2 separate regions of the Mus musculus genome follow, and region 2 is linked to region 1. Evidence: chromatin contacts called from public Hi-C data. All regions are on one chromosome and are shown on one strand. Each heading gives the region's core, a stretch centred on a gene start, on an enhancer-like site or on the middle of the called end of the contact. The rest is flanking DNA. Distances are from core to core; before and after follow the strand shown. Region 1 holds the start of Sh3gl3 (SH3-domain GRB2-like 3). Region 2 overlaps Sh3gl3 (SH3-domain GRB2-like 3).

Region 1 (6,248 bases), core at 160-2,659:
CCAACTTCAAAAAGAACCTGACTCCTCAAGGGGGCACGGGTTGAGGCTGTGCCGTTTAAACTTCTATTGGGCACAGAGGTCAGCAGCTGAACATCTCCTACCCAGCCACAGACTAGTCCAGGACAAGGGAGACCATCTTCCCCTAAACCTTTAGTGGGGATGGGATAGCAGAGGAGACTGGGCATTTTGCTGTGGTCACCACTGTCACACCACCTACCTCTGTCTGGTGTCAGTAAGCCCTTGGCTAACTAGGACAAAGAGTGTTGAGTCACATTTAGTAACCTTGTCCCACCACTCATGCTTGTTAAGATGGCCACATCTTCTCCCATATCAGAGGCAGGGCACTGTTGACACCACACTTTCCTAGTCATTGTGAGCAAACCTAGGCATAGAGAGCTGTAGGTGTTCACCCTGTCACACTAGGGTGAAGCTCTGAGGAGTCAGGCAGGCCTGGGAGGCAGGCGCTGAGGCTTCTGGAGACATGCCAGAGCCAAATAGAAGCCCGGATACAGGTGTGAACTGCAAGTGCTCAGGACGACAGGAGTGTTGATGATCCCAGACCCGGTGACGCCGGGAAGCGTCCACAGAATGTCATTTCTTTTAGGTAGAGACTGAAAGTTGCACAGTGTTCGTGTCGGTGTGAAGCATTGCTGAAATGGATTGAAGACATTAGGAGCCACGGGGCCTTTGAAAGGTCAGATTCAGGGAAAATAGTAGACGTGTTGGTGGCACACGAATTAATGCAAAGCTCCTTTTCTGTGACTGGGTTCTGTTCAGTGAGGACCTCTAGACCCCGTGGAAAGGATCTTGTATAAAGGACTCTCCTGGAGACCAGTCTGAACAATTCTCTGGTAAGTAGTGGAACGGAAGGTCCTGTTTTTGGTATGTTGTAGACTGGCTCTTGGTGTGCCTGGTAAGAAGAGGCTCAGCTCACATAACTCTCTCCCAGGGAGCCCCAAACCGCTCCGGCAGACTGGCTAAGAACACAAGTAACTTCTCACAAGCAGGTTTCTCCGTCTAACTACAGTTCCCGGTTCCTCTAGTGTTTCTTCTCTCCTTGAGAACACATCCCAGCGTCCCTTCCTCACAACACACGTCTATCTAAAGCTCTCAGGGATGGGGTTTGGGGAGGGGAGATCTTGCTACCAGTGAGTAAAACCAGGTTTTCCACCAAGTCCCTGAAGAGCAGAGAGACCTCGCGTCCAGAACAATCACAGAGCCAGCTGTATCCCAAGTCTTCCGAAAGAAGTCCTGAGAGGCTCTCCTTATCCCAGGGACATCCCACGGCCAGCCCTTCCACTGGTCCTCTTCTTGGCTCAAGAGCTCCTGGTCGCCACGCAACAATGAAGCGTGGGCGGTCCTAGAAGCTTCATTTGCATGCTGCCGAGGCTCGACCAATGGGCTGCGTTGGGGCCTCGAAACACGGTGTTGCTATCTGCGCGAGCGCCTGTGCCAGTGTGACAGCGCCGTGGCCGTGGCCGTGGCCGTGGGGCGCGCGGGGACCGCCCGGGGTGCCCGCTCCGCTCAGCGTCCGGGCCGCGTGGCCCGGCGGAGCCCCGAGACCACCCCCGGGCGGGGCGCCGCCGCGATGTCGGTGGCTGGGCTCAAGAAGCAGTTCCACAAAGCCAGCCAGGTAGGGAGGCGCGCGCGAGGGGTTTCTGGAGGCGGCGTCCCCAAGGGGTTGCGGGCCATGGACTCGGGGTCTTCATCGGCTTCCTTCGGACTGGGTTTCTGGTCGGCTAGGAGGGCGCGGGGGGCGAGTAGCGGTCGCGCGCTCTGGGCTGCGCGTGTTGGTGCCTCCTCCCCCGAGTCTCGGGTCTCCCGCTGCGCCCTGGCGGTTGTAAATCTGAGCAGTTCGGCTGGCAAGGGATCGGAGGTGGTGGGCTTGGGGATGTGCGCCCGGAGGAGAGCTTTTGGGACCAAGACCGTGGTAGGCCTCCCTCCTGCCCCGGAATCTCTCGTCTGTCCGTTGGGACCCCCACCCCCACCCCCCGCACCCAGGACGCTCTTCTTGCGCCCTGGCTGGGACCCGGCAGTCTCTGTTTTGGCTTTCCAGGGGTTGGGGCTCATCGCTGTGGTCCTTCCCTTGCCGGCCGTCTTCACTGGGTTGGTTCGAGGTTGGCACCAGGCTCCTGCTCTCTCAAAGAGACAGTGTGATGAGGAGACCCAAAACACACACGTAAACAAACCGAGCTAGACACGCCTCCGCGGAAGAGGATGGCAGGTGATTCAGTGGGGGCTTCATGGGAAGCTTCCAGGAGGTGAAGACAGGGCATTTGGGGATTAAGCTTGAGAAAGGATTGTGTCTATGGATTGTTATAGGAAAAGGAGGGCTTTCTGAGCAGAGGAATCTGGAAACAGGGACACAGGAAAGTGTGTGTGTGTGTGTGTCACAAGCAAATTTGCTTTCTAACACTATACTCTTCACCAATGGTAGAGCCTATGTTGTAAAACCTGTTCACCAGCACCTGCGGAATTGTTGCCCTGCCCTCATTTCTTTCCCAGCCTCAGTTTTGCTGAAACCCAGGTGGACTTCATTGCATCTTAAGTCCACGTCGGTGGCGATGTCCCACTCAGGCTTTTCCTTCATATCGATCTTGAGATTGCAGCTGGCCTTAGAAAAATCTTTTTTTTTTTTCTATTCCAGGCGGAAAGACACTGCTAGTCCCTAAGTCACAGCTGGTCCACAAGGAAGCTAAGTGATGGCTGTTCTCAGCAGGGGACATAGGGCAGACAGTGATGCTATTCAGGATGTTAGAAATCCTGGAGGAGAAATCCTGAAATGCTGGGTGAGAGCAGAGATGGTGGATTCGTTGTTGTTTCTATAGTACTTACAAAAGTCTGTGGGATATTTCAGTTGTTACTGGCCTTTGGGCCATTGGCATATCTTATTCTGGAGTGTCTAAGTGATTTTGGGGAAATTCCAATTAAAATGAACATTTTAAAAAGGGAGAGCTGAGGCTAGTGGAGTCGCACACAGTAGTATATAAAGAGAGACTCTAGGGGGTGCTACACTCACCACAGGCACTGGCCACATTTGGACAGTGTTTTAGCCCAGTGCTTGATGAGTAGTGAGCACTTTATAAATGTATGTGTAATAAATGGACAATAGTGGGTTCAGAAGCAATAACTGCTATCACAAGATCATGGGAGGGGGCAGTCGAGTCATACAGAGGGTGGGTAAGCTGTCAGCTTCTACTTCTTTGGTAATGCTAGAGCAGCCAGGAGACCCAGAGTCTCTGTGGGCAAGGCCATGCTAGAGTAACTGCTGGACATGATTGTTACATTGTCGTGCTTAGCCCTAGCAGAAAATGAGGCGCTTGCTCTCTCTCTTTCTCCCCCCCCCTTCTTGGATATGGACTTTATAGGAGCAGCCTTGTGATCACACAGACTGAGTCCTTAGGCGCTTCAGGATGGCTTCTGACCATGGAGCAGAGTGGGTGGTTGAAATCATTGGACTTTACTGGATTTGGGGAAGTATACTGTGTCAGGAGGCTTGGTTCTATTCTTTACAATCAATCAAATCAAACTAGCAGGAGGCCTTCCAGGGGTCACCATTGTCCTTGGGGCAGGTGTGTTCTTACCCAGGCTCTATGCTTTTCCTGCCTGTCTCTGAAATATTTCGTACTTCATTTGACCAGAGAGAGTTTACATACTCTCTCTGGACTTACCAACATGGTGTGGTTAAGAGTACCTGACAGATAAGTTTCAAACCTGTTCTAGATATTTCCGTACTTCCCGCTCTTCTCTCCCCCACATCCAGGTCTTACATAGCCCACCCTAGCCTCAGAGCGGCTACACGGCCAAGCGTGATTGCAAGCTTCTGGGGCCCCACTTCTATCCCTCCAGGGCCCAGGATACAAGAGGGAGCACTCTGCCCAGTTTACACTGAGCTGAGGACTGAACCCAGGGCTCCACACATGCCAGGCAAACACTCTCCTGTCTGAGCCGCATCCCCACCCTCAGACTTCTAGAAGTCTTTCTTAGAAATTATGCAGTACAACCAGCTTGGAGAAATTAGGTTTTGTTTAATTTAATACAAGGGAGCAGAGTAATAAAGAATGCCAGATGTCCTCCAACAGTGTCTCCACAGCGGGCTTTAATTCATTTGGAGCTTTCCCGGGGCAGGGAAAGGGAGTCCCGAATGACATCAGTGGCTAATAATTCCCAGGGATTCAAGGCTGGCTCCTTGCCATGATCAGTTCTGCAACCTTGGAAATGTGACTTAACCCAACTTGGCCTCCTTGGCTTTCTCTCTGCATGATGTATGAGAGGATTCAGAGGTCAGGTCCCTGTGATAAACTTGATCGCACAATGTCTGCAAAACTCTTGTGTATGTGTGTGTGTGTGTGTGTGTGTGTGTGCGTGTGCACACACGTGTGCTATGTAGTGTGTGGGCGTCTGAGGAGGCCAGAAGGGAGCACTGGATCCCCTGGAGCTAATAGGGTTCTAGGTAGTTTTGAACCACCCAGTGTGATTACTGAGAACTGAGCACTGTATGAACTGTGTCCACTGGGCTGGAAGAGCAAAGAGCTTCTAATCATAGAACCATCTCTCCAGTCCCTTGATTGTACACTTAAATAAGCTGCATAGTATGTGAGTTGTACATATGCAGGCGCGCGCACTCACACACACACACACACACACACACACACACACACACGTGTACGTATACGTACCCACACATGCACACACAAGCAGGTACACACATGCATAAAAGAGAGAGAACATCCATCCATCTAGATATTGTGTATGTGTATCTCAGTTCTGAAATCCTTAAATATTTTACTTAAAATGTTTCAGACAAAGACAAAGACAATAGGGACCTTTTGGAAGTAAGGGAGTCTGGACCATGGCAGAGTAAAATGACTGAATGCCCTGGCTACCTGCCCCTCCTTTCCTGACCCTTTCCCTGTCATTGAGGAACAGAGCCCTTGGTTTCCCAGAAAATGAGCTGTCAGCCCTGGACATGATGCCTCATTGTGCCAGGTTTCTTGAGTTTGTCACTAAACACTTTTCAAACTCTTTACCAAAGTTTTAAATAGAACCAGTTGTTCTGCAGGGCTGAGAGTGGAGTTGGTGGAAAGCAATGCAGAGTTCAGAGCTGCCCCTGTGGCTTCTTGCTAAGTACAGCACACAAGCAATAAAGAGATGCTCTGGTCATGCATCTATGTGCTCATCCACTGAGTCTGGGTGCTCGGGCCTGGATGCTCTCCTAACAGCTGCGTTCTTTTCATTCCAGGACCTTCTGACCTCCCAGGGGCTTGAGTCATAGTCCCATGGAAGCCCAGGAACCAGTATCATTTCTGTCTCTCCTCTCCTAAGTCTTGTAGGCCCCATGTTGAATTTACTTCTTTGAGCTTTTATTGTGACATGACCTAACAACATCGTAGGAGATGAGGAAGCCCTTAAGTTAGCTTTTTGGTAACGCAATCTTTCTCTTTTAATGCATCAAGTTCAAAAAGGCTGAGTGTCCATAAGGTCCATGTGTCCCTGACATATCCCCCTGCAGACACTGCCTGTGCAGGCTGGCCATTTATGGGCAAATGCTTCAGGGGAAGATGGCCCTGGTGAGTGATAAGCTGCTCTAGGGAGACAATGAATGTCTTTTGTTTCACTTTCTCATTAGAGAAAAAGATAAAAATGCACTTTGAAAAATCCATAATGATTTATTCTTTCTCTTAGATGCATTGGAAAATATATTAAAGATCAGACATTCTTGCTATCTTTTCACACAGACTGTTTGACAAATTAATTCATAAATCTGAACTCTTTGGTTTGAAAGCCGGGGTCCTAGAGTGGATGTCTAAACCAAACTGATTAGGAGTTTGTTGTTTTGTTTTGTTTTTGTTTTTGTTTTAAATAACTAAAAGATCCAATATAACTCAAACATTCTTTACATTTCCTTCTATAAAGTAAAAATATTACCCAGGGTGTCCTTTGTGATTTAGCTGTAAAGCACACTGGAAACCAGAGTTTCTCCCTGGTTAGATGAGCTTTTTAGTTTTATTAAGTACGTTGAATGCAATTGTATTTTCCAACACTAAGTATGTGGAGGGGTGTGTGCCGTGTGGGGACAGGATGACCCGGAAACTAAAGTCCTTAGGAGACAGAATGGATAGAATACTTTACTCAGCTAAGTGGTAGGTAAACATATGGTGGATGTTGGAGCTCAGCAGAGTGTGGGCAGTTAGATTGTGCGCACCTCTGTGTTCCTGACATCGGGAAGTGCATGGGCTGGGAGGGGT
Region 2 (6,459 bases), core at 1,816-4,315, 47 kb after region 1:
ACTGAAACTTATAGAGGAGAAAGTGGGGAAAAGCCTTGAAGATATGGGCACAGGGGAAAAATTCCTGAACAGAACAGCAATGGCTTGTGCTGTAAGATCGAGAATTGACAAATGGGACCTAATGAAACTCCAAAGTTTCTGCAAGGCAAAAGACACTGTCTATAAGACAAAAAGACCACCAACAGACTGGGAAAGGATCTTTACCTATCCTAAATCAGATAGGGGACTAATATCCAACATATATAAAGAACTCAAGAAGGTGGACCTCAGAAAATCAAATAACCCCCTTAAAAAATGGGGCTCAGAACTGAACAAAGAATTCTCACCTGAGGAATACCGAATGGCAGAGAAGCACCTGAAAAAATGTTCAACATCCTTAATCATCAGGGAAATGCAAATCAAAACAACCCTGAGATTCCACCTCACACCAGTGAGAATGGCTAAGATCAAAAATTCAGGTGACAGCAGATGCTGGCGAGGATGTGGAGAAAGAGGAACACTCCTCCATTGTTGGTGGGATTGCAGGCTTGTACAACCACTCTGGAAATCAGTCTGGCGGTTCCTCAGAAAATTGGACATAGTACTACCGGAGGATCCAGCAATACCTCTCCTGGGCATATATCCAGAAGAAGCCCCAACTGGTAAGAAGGACACATGCTCCACTATGTTCATAGCAGCCTTATTTATAATAGCCAGAAACTGGAAAGAACCCAGATGCCCCTCAACAGAGGAATGGATACAGAAAATGTGGTACATCTACACAATGGAGTACTACTCAGCTATTAAAAAGAATGAATTTATGAAATTCCTAGCCAAATGGATGGACCTGGAGAGCATCATCCTGAGTGAGGTAACACAATCACAAAGGAACTCACACAATATGTACTCACTGATAAGTGGATACTAGCCCAAAACCTAGGATACCCACGATATAAGATACAATTTCCTAAACACATGAAACTCAAGAAAAATGAAGACTGAAGTGTGGACACTATGCCCCTCCTTAGAAGTGGGAACAAAACACCCATGGAAGGAGTTACAGAAACAAAGTATGGAGCTGAGATGAAAGGATGGACCATGTAGAGACTGCCATATCCAGGGATCCACCCCATAATCAGCTTCCAAATGCTGACACCATTGCATACACTAGCAAGATTTTACTGAAAGGACCCAGATGTAGCTGTCTCTTGTGAGACTATGCCGGGGCCTAGCAAACACAGAAGTGGATGCTCACAGTCAGCTAATGGATGGATCACAGGGCTCCCAATGGAGGAGCTAGAGAAAGTACCCAAGGAGCTAAAGGGATCTTCAACCCTATAGGTGGAACAACATTATGAACTAACCAGTACCCCTGAGCTCTTGACTCTAGCTGCATATGTATCAAAAGATGGCCTAGTCGGCCATCACTGGAAAGAGAGGCCCATTGGACACGCAGACTTTGTGTGCCCCGGTACAGGGGAACGCCAGGGCCAAAGGGGGGGAGTGGGTGGGTAGGGGAGTGGGGGTGGGTGGGTAAGGGGGACTTTTGGTATAGCATTGGAAATGTAATTGAGCTAAATACCTAATAAAAAAAAAATGAAAAAAAAAAAAAAAAAAAAAAAGAAAATCTTATGTAATTTAAATGTAGGTGAGAGACTATGTGTGCTTGAAAGGTTCATATGCGTATGGAAACATGTGCCTGTGGAAACGTGTGTGTGTGTGTGTGTGTGTGTGTGTGTGTGTGTGTGTGTGTGTGTAGGCCAGGGGTTGTCTTTGGCTGTCTTCCTTAGTTACTCTACATCTTACCTCACCCCTAGACTGTTCTGTGGACTCGCCAGCCCGTGAGCTGCAGGGTCCCCTTCCCACAGAGCTGGGGTTACAGATGTACATCCCTGCGCCTGCCTTTTACCGTTCAGCTCCTGTACGTGTATGGCTGCTACTTTGCCTCAGCTCCCGTATTTAAAATGTCCACAATTGTCTAGAGAAATGGAGAGGGCAGAGCAGGCCTGGGGAACGGGTCAGTTTCTCAAGGTGTGTCCTGGTGTCAGGAGGCAAGGGGGGGGGGTCAAGAGCAGCCTGCCTTTAAGGTGAATACAGGGAGGGGGGGTACTCAGTGTATTTTGGGGCAAAGGTCCTCCATGAACACCTTAGAGGGCCTCGGGTGTTGAAGACTGATGTGGAGGGACGCTATCGTTCTTTTCCTTTTTATTTATTCTTCTTTCATATATTACATCCTGACTGCAGTTTCTCCTCCCTCGTGTCCCCTCAATCTCTTCCCACCACCTCCCCTTTCCTTTGGATCCACACCCCCTTCACCTCCTCTCAGAACTAAGACCACACCTTCCAGGGACATCAACCAAATAAGGCATAACAAGCGACAATACGACTGGGTACATATTCTCAGGTCAAGGCTGGACAAGGTAACCCAGGAGAAGGGGAAGGGTCCCGAAGGCAGGCACAATAGAGAAAGCCCCCCACTCCCACTGTTAAGAATCCCACAGGAACACCGAGCGACACAACCATGCATAGTAAGGCCTGGGCCAGCTTGGGTTACGTAGTAAGATCCAGGCCAGCCTAGGCTACAAAGTGAGGCCCTGTTTCAAACATCAAAACCAAACCAAAAAGGACAAGAGGGCGCAGTTCAGCAAAGATGCTGCATTCGTACTGATTCTGTAAGTACCCACGAACAGAATAATTCAGGAGCCTCAGGTAACTCAGGGGTTTCCATTACCTGTTGGTGCCGCGATGGAGGATGGGGTGTCAGTTACCTCCTGTAGATCCCCTTCCCCACTAACTTCACAACACCTAATTTAAGTTACACTGTTTTGGAAAAACTTTAACCCAAAACCTCTGCTCAAATACCCTTGGTGTGGAGTTTTGTGTCTCCTTTAGTGGCTCCCTTCCCCACGGCCCCCACACTGAGCGTCTGCGTGGGGTGTGCACAGAGTTAGATTCAAAATGAATATATTAATGTATGCGTCTGCTGTCAATGCCTGGCATTCTGGGGAAACAGAAGAGTGTCAGAGGAGAGCTGCAGGATTTTTCTAGCCTTTTTGGTCACACAAAGTGCTTTTTGTTGCCTGGTGCACGGGCCATGATCAGACGTCATGTAGAATGCATATTGGTTCTGTGGTCTGCCTGGCTCGGAATACCTCATCTGTGTGGCCAGCATGGAGGGGAGCAGAAAGAATCTCTGCTTTATGCATATATGAATGCAGTGTCGCTGTTCATGGAGAAGCCCCTTTGATTGTTTGGGAGCTCTATGAATATTGAATGCAGTTTGGGGCCCACGGTATTTTATCTTTTAGGGGAAATTAGTGCAGCTTCTGCAAGCCTGCAACCAAATGCCTAATCTGGTGGCATAAATGATTCCTGCTTTCAAATTTTACTTATTATTATTATCACTATTAATTTTACGTGTATGAGTGTTTTGCCTGCATGCATATCTGTGCACCACATTCATGCCCGGTGCCTATGCAGGCCAGAAGAGGGCATTAGCTGCCTGGGACTGGAGTTAGAGACGTGAGCTTTCATGTGGGTATGGGAAGTGCACCCAGGTCCTCTGGAAAGATCAACCGATACTCTTAACCTCTGAGCCATCTCTCCAGCCCCACAATATTATTATTTAAGAGATGTCGTGTTTGCAGGAGCCCAGTTGTCTGTCCATGGGTTGCTTTCTAGCAACATTTACTGTGCACTGTAAAATGTTTACATTTATATTTGTAATCTATTTCATACAGGATTTTAAGTAACTTGGTAGACTTTTTCTTTAAGTGTAAATTTTTAAGAAATTGTAATGTATCATGATCAGAGAATATAAATAGCTTAGGAGAACGTTGAGGCTTTGGGGGGCACTTAGGAGTAGGAACACGTGTAGAAGTGCACAAATCGAAAGATCTAGTGAGTTACATTGTTGGTCCTCACATGCTGAGCTTCCTGGCAGCCAACGGGAGAAGGGAGAAGCCATCAGCTAATGCTTTCGCCAGCTCTTCAAAGGGCTTTTAAAACATGCCTAGCACCAAGCAGGAGTACAGCAAGGATTCCAGTGAGAAAACTGGCCAATCAGAAGAGTAGATTAAGTAAAGGACTACTGTGGATCCTAGCATCCCAATGTCTGTACCTTGGGCTAACCATACAAGGTGCCCATTTTGCTAAGCTAATTTTGGGTAAGAAGCATAGGTAGGAGTGGCAGAGTGCCTGACACCTGCTTGCGTTGCAGGGCATCTCCAGAGGTGCCTGGCACCATCTTCAGGTGCCCACTGGATTTAGCAAGAAAGAACACAATGGCAAGCAAGAGGGGAAGTCGGTGCCTTCAACTCTGAACTGCTTGATAGGAGGTGCTGTACTAGGCTATAATTTAAGCATGAATATTTATTTTTAATGAAACAATAGGGTGTTTGTATTTATTTGTGTGTGTGCGTGTGTGTGTGTGTGTGTGTGTGTGTGTGTGTGTGTGCCTGTGTATAGATCCACAGACGATTGGAGTTGGTCTTCTATTGTGAGTCTTTTGGGGATTGAACCTGGGTCAGGAGGATTGCCTTTACCTACTGAGCCATCTTGCTAGTCTAGGAATTCTTTTGATTTTCCTGGGAAAATGAAAAAAAAAAGGAAATATTTTTTCTTACAAAGTGTTATCTCTACCATTGGCGTATACTGTCTATACATCCCATGAACATTATCATCATTTTCTTGGTTTCAGAGCCCCTACCAACTTCTCAGTTTCAGGATCACAGTGCCCACCCCCCCCTCCTCTTCCTTCTCTCTAACTGTCCTGAAGGCATGAAGGCAGGAAGGAAGAAAAGATGAAAAGAAAAGGTGAACCCCAGGAATCTTATGTCTGGAGAAGGAAAAGCCTCAAAGCTGGTGCCAGCCAGGGGGAGCTTGCGCCCTCCAGAAAGACTTGACACAGTTCTGACAACTTGTCAGGAGAGAGGAGCTGAGACTTGTGAGGATGCTGGGCAGAACCACACCTTGGCTGGGATGCTTAGCTGTACAAACCTGTTGCTATCTGCTGAAACCTAAACCTCATGTCAGTTGCTGGAATAGAGTCTGTGGAGACAGGTGGGTCCCTGGGGCTGGCTGGCCAGCCAGCCTAGCCTACTTGACTGCATTCAGGTTAGTGAAGGGCCGTGTCCCAAGGGGACTGTGGTTGGTTAGGTAGCAATGTGACACCTGAGGTCATCCTCTGGTCTCTACACTCATATCCACAGATCATGTGCATGCACACCTGCACACACACACACCCACCCTCTTCCACACCTTTATGCTTTCGAGAGTTTGCTTTTGGCAGCACCCCAGCCTCAGAGCCTGTCTGTGTCAAAGCCTCCTGGTTTCAGGAAGCTGCTGTGCTGAGCTCTCCTCTCTTCCATTCCCTCTCAATCTGAGTGCAGGCTGTATGCTTTCTTCTCTACCCAGACTGTCTGTCACCTCCTTCCCTCCCTTCCCCACCAGCAGCCTCCAAGTAAGAGGTGGTGTTCTGCAGACAGCAGAGTGCATAGCCACAAAGAGAATGCGCAGCGGGCATGCTCTCCCTTCCTCTCGCATGTTAAAAAGGCCTTATCTCTTTTCTCCTTAACCTTTAGAACAACTTGAAAAGAATCCCTTGAAATTTATTTACATAATCACAGGCCTCAGGACAAATCCAGATGTTCCTTTTCAGGTTTCATTGACTGCCTAACATGGTAGTCAGCCTGGGAACCTGTATTTCTCCTCTCTCTGAAGGTCTTCCCCTCCTGTCTCCAGCAGTGCTGGCTTCAGCATAGCATGAAACTGGAGCTGGGGCTGAGGGGCTGCAGAGTCGCGGGGTCGGAAAGGTCTTTGGGAAGTTGTTTAATCAAGGTAGAGCCAATTCAACATTTTTAATGTTAAGCTAGTGGGATGTTAATTACTTGTCACTAAAAAAGGAAGCTTGTTTTCTGCAAAACCAACCATGACTGGAAGACACGGACCGTGGAATACCAGGACTCGAAGCAGCTCTGCCCTTCACTGCATCTGAGTGCCCGAGGCCTTCCATGCTTCTGGCTCCTGTTCTGTGCTGTTCACTCTCCCAAGGATCATTCTCCAAGTCTGCCCTCCTGCCCAGAAACCCTTCCCTAGGCTTCACTGTACTCTGCTTCCTCCTGTGGCCAGAGCCAAAATTAGCAGTTCCAGGAGCCTGGGATAATGTGTGAAACTTATTTGCAATATGATGAGAAGTGGCCCCCACCCCCACCCCACCCCCATCTCAAAAACAAAGACTGTGTCCTTTGAATTTCGAGCTCTAAAGGATGTCTTCCCTAGAAAATGTACTCCTGAACTTATTAGGGAATGCGCACTGGAATGTTTAGAAGTGTGTGTGTGTGTGTGTGTGTGTGTGTGTGTGTGTGTGTGTGTGTGAGGTGCACAGGTGGAATCTAGTAAGAGATGCTTAGGTAGGGAGAGGGAGGACTGAGCTATAGATAGCAAGTATAGGTTAGGAGCTGTTCACTGTGATTGGTCCCT

Evidence for each region. A called contact is a pair of places that touch in the nucleus more often than the background predicts.
Region 2: a Hi-C map of cerebral cortex shows a contact between it and region 1, with 2.3 times the contacts expected there. The contact joins the enhancer-like site here to the promoter of Sh3gl3 in region 1. A contact is called at or near these places in 6 of 484 Hi-C or Micro-C datasets (Sertoli cells, cerebral cortex, embryonic stem cells and 2 more), 4 of 115 datasets of contacts at active chromatin or transcription factors (embryonic stem cells, epiblast stem cells and neural progenitor cells) and 2 of 9 other capture datasets (adipose tissue and liver).

The regions. Positions count from the first base shown.
Region 1 is chr7:82,173,387-82,179,634 of GRCm38.p6, forward strand. It overlaps Sh3gl3 (SH3-domain GRB2-like 3), which reads left to right and starts at 1,410. Exons shown (of 9, transcript NM_017400.7): 1 at 1,410-1,633. The coding sequence starts at 1,589.
Region 2 is chr7:82,218,641-82,225,099 of GRCm38.p6, forward strand. The region is part of intron 1 of Sh3gl3 (SH3-domain GRB2-like 3); the gene reads left to right. Among named protein-coding and RNA genes, the nearest start is that of Gm32903, 34 kb to the right of the region's middle. Within about 2 kb of position 3,066, at least 17 of the 459 cell types and tissues checked have an H3K27ac peak or open chromatin away from gene starts, as enhancers often do. A contact at or near this core is called in cerebral cortex, where this site is marked.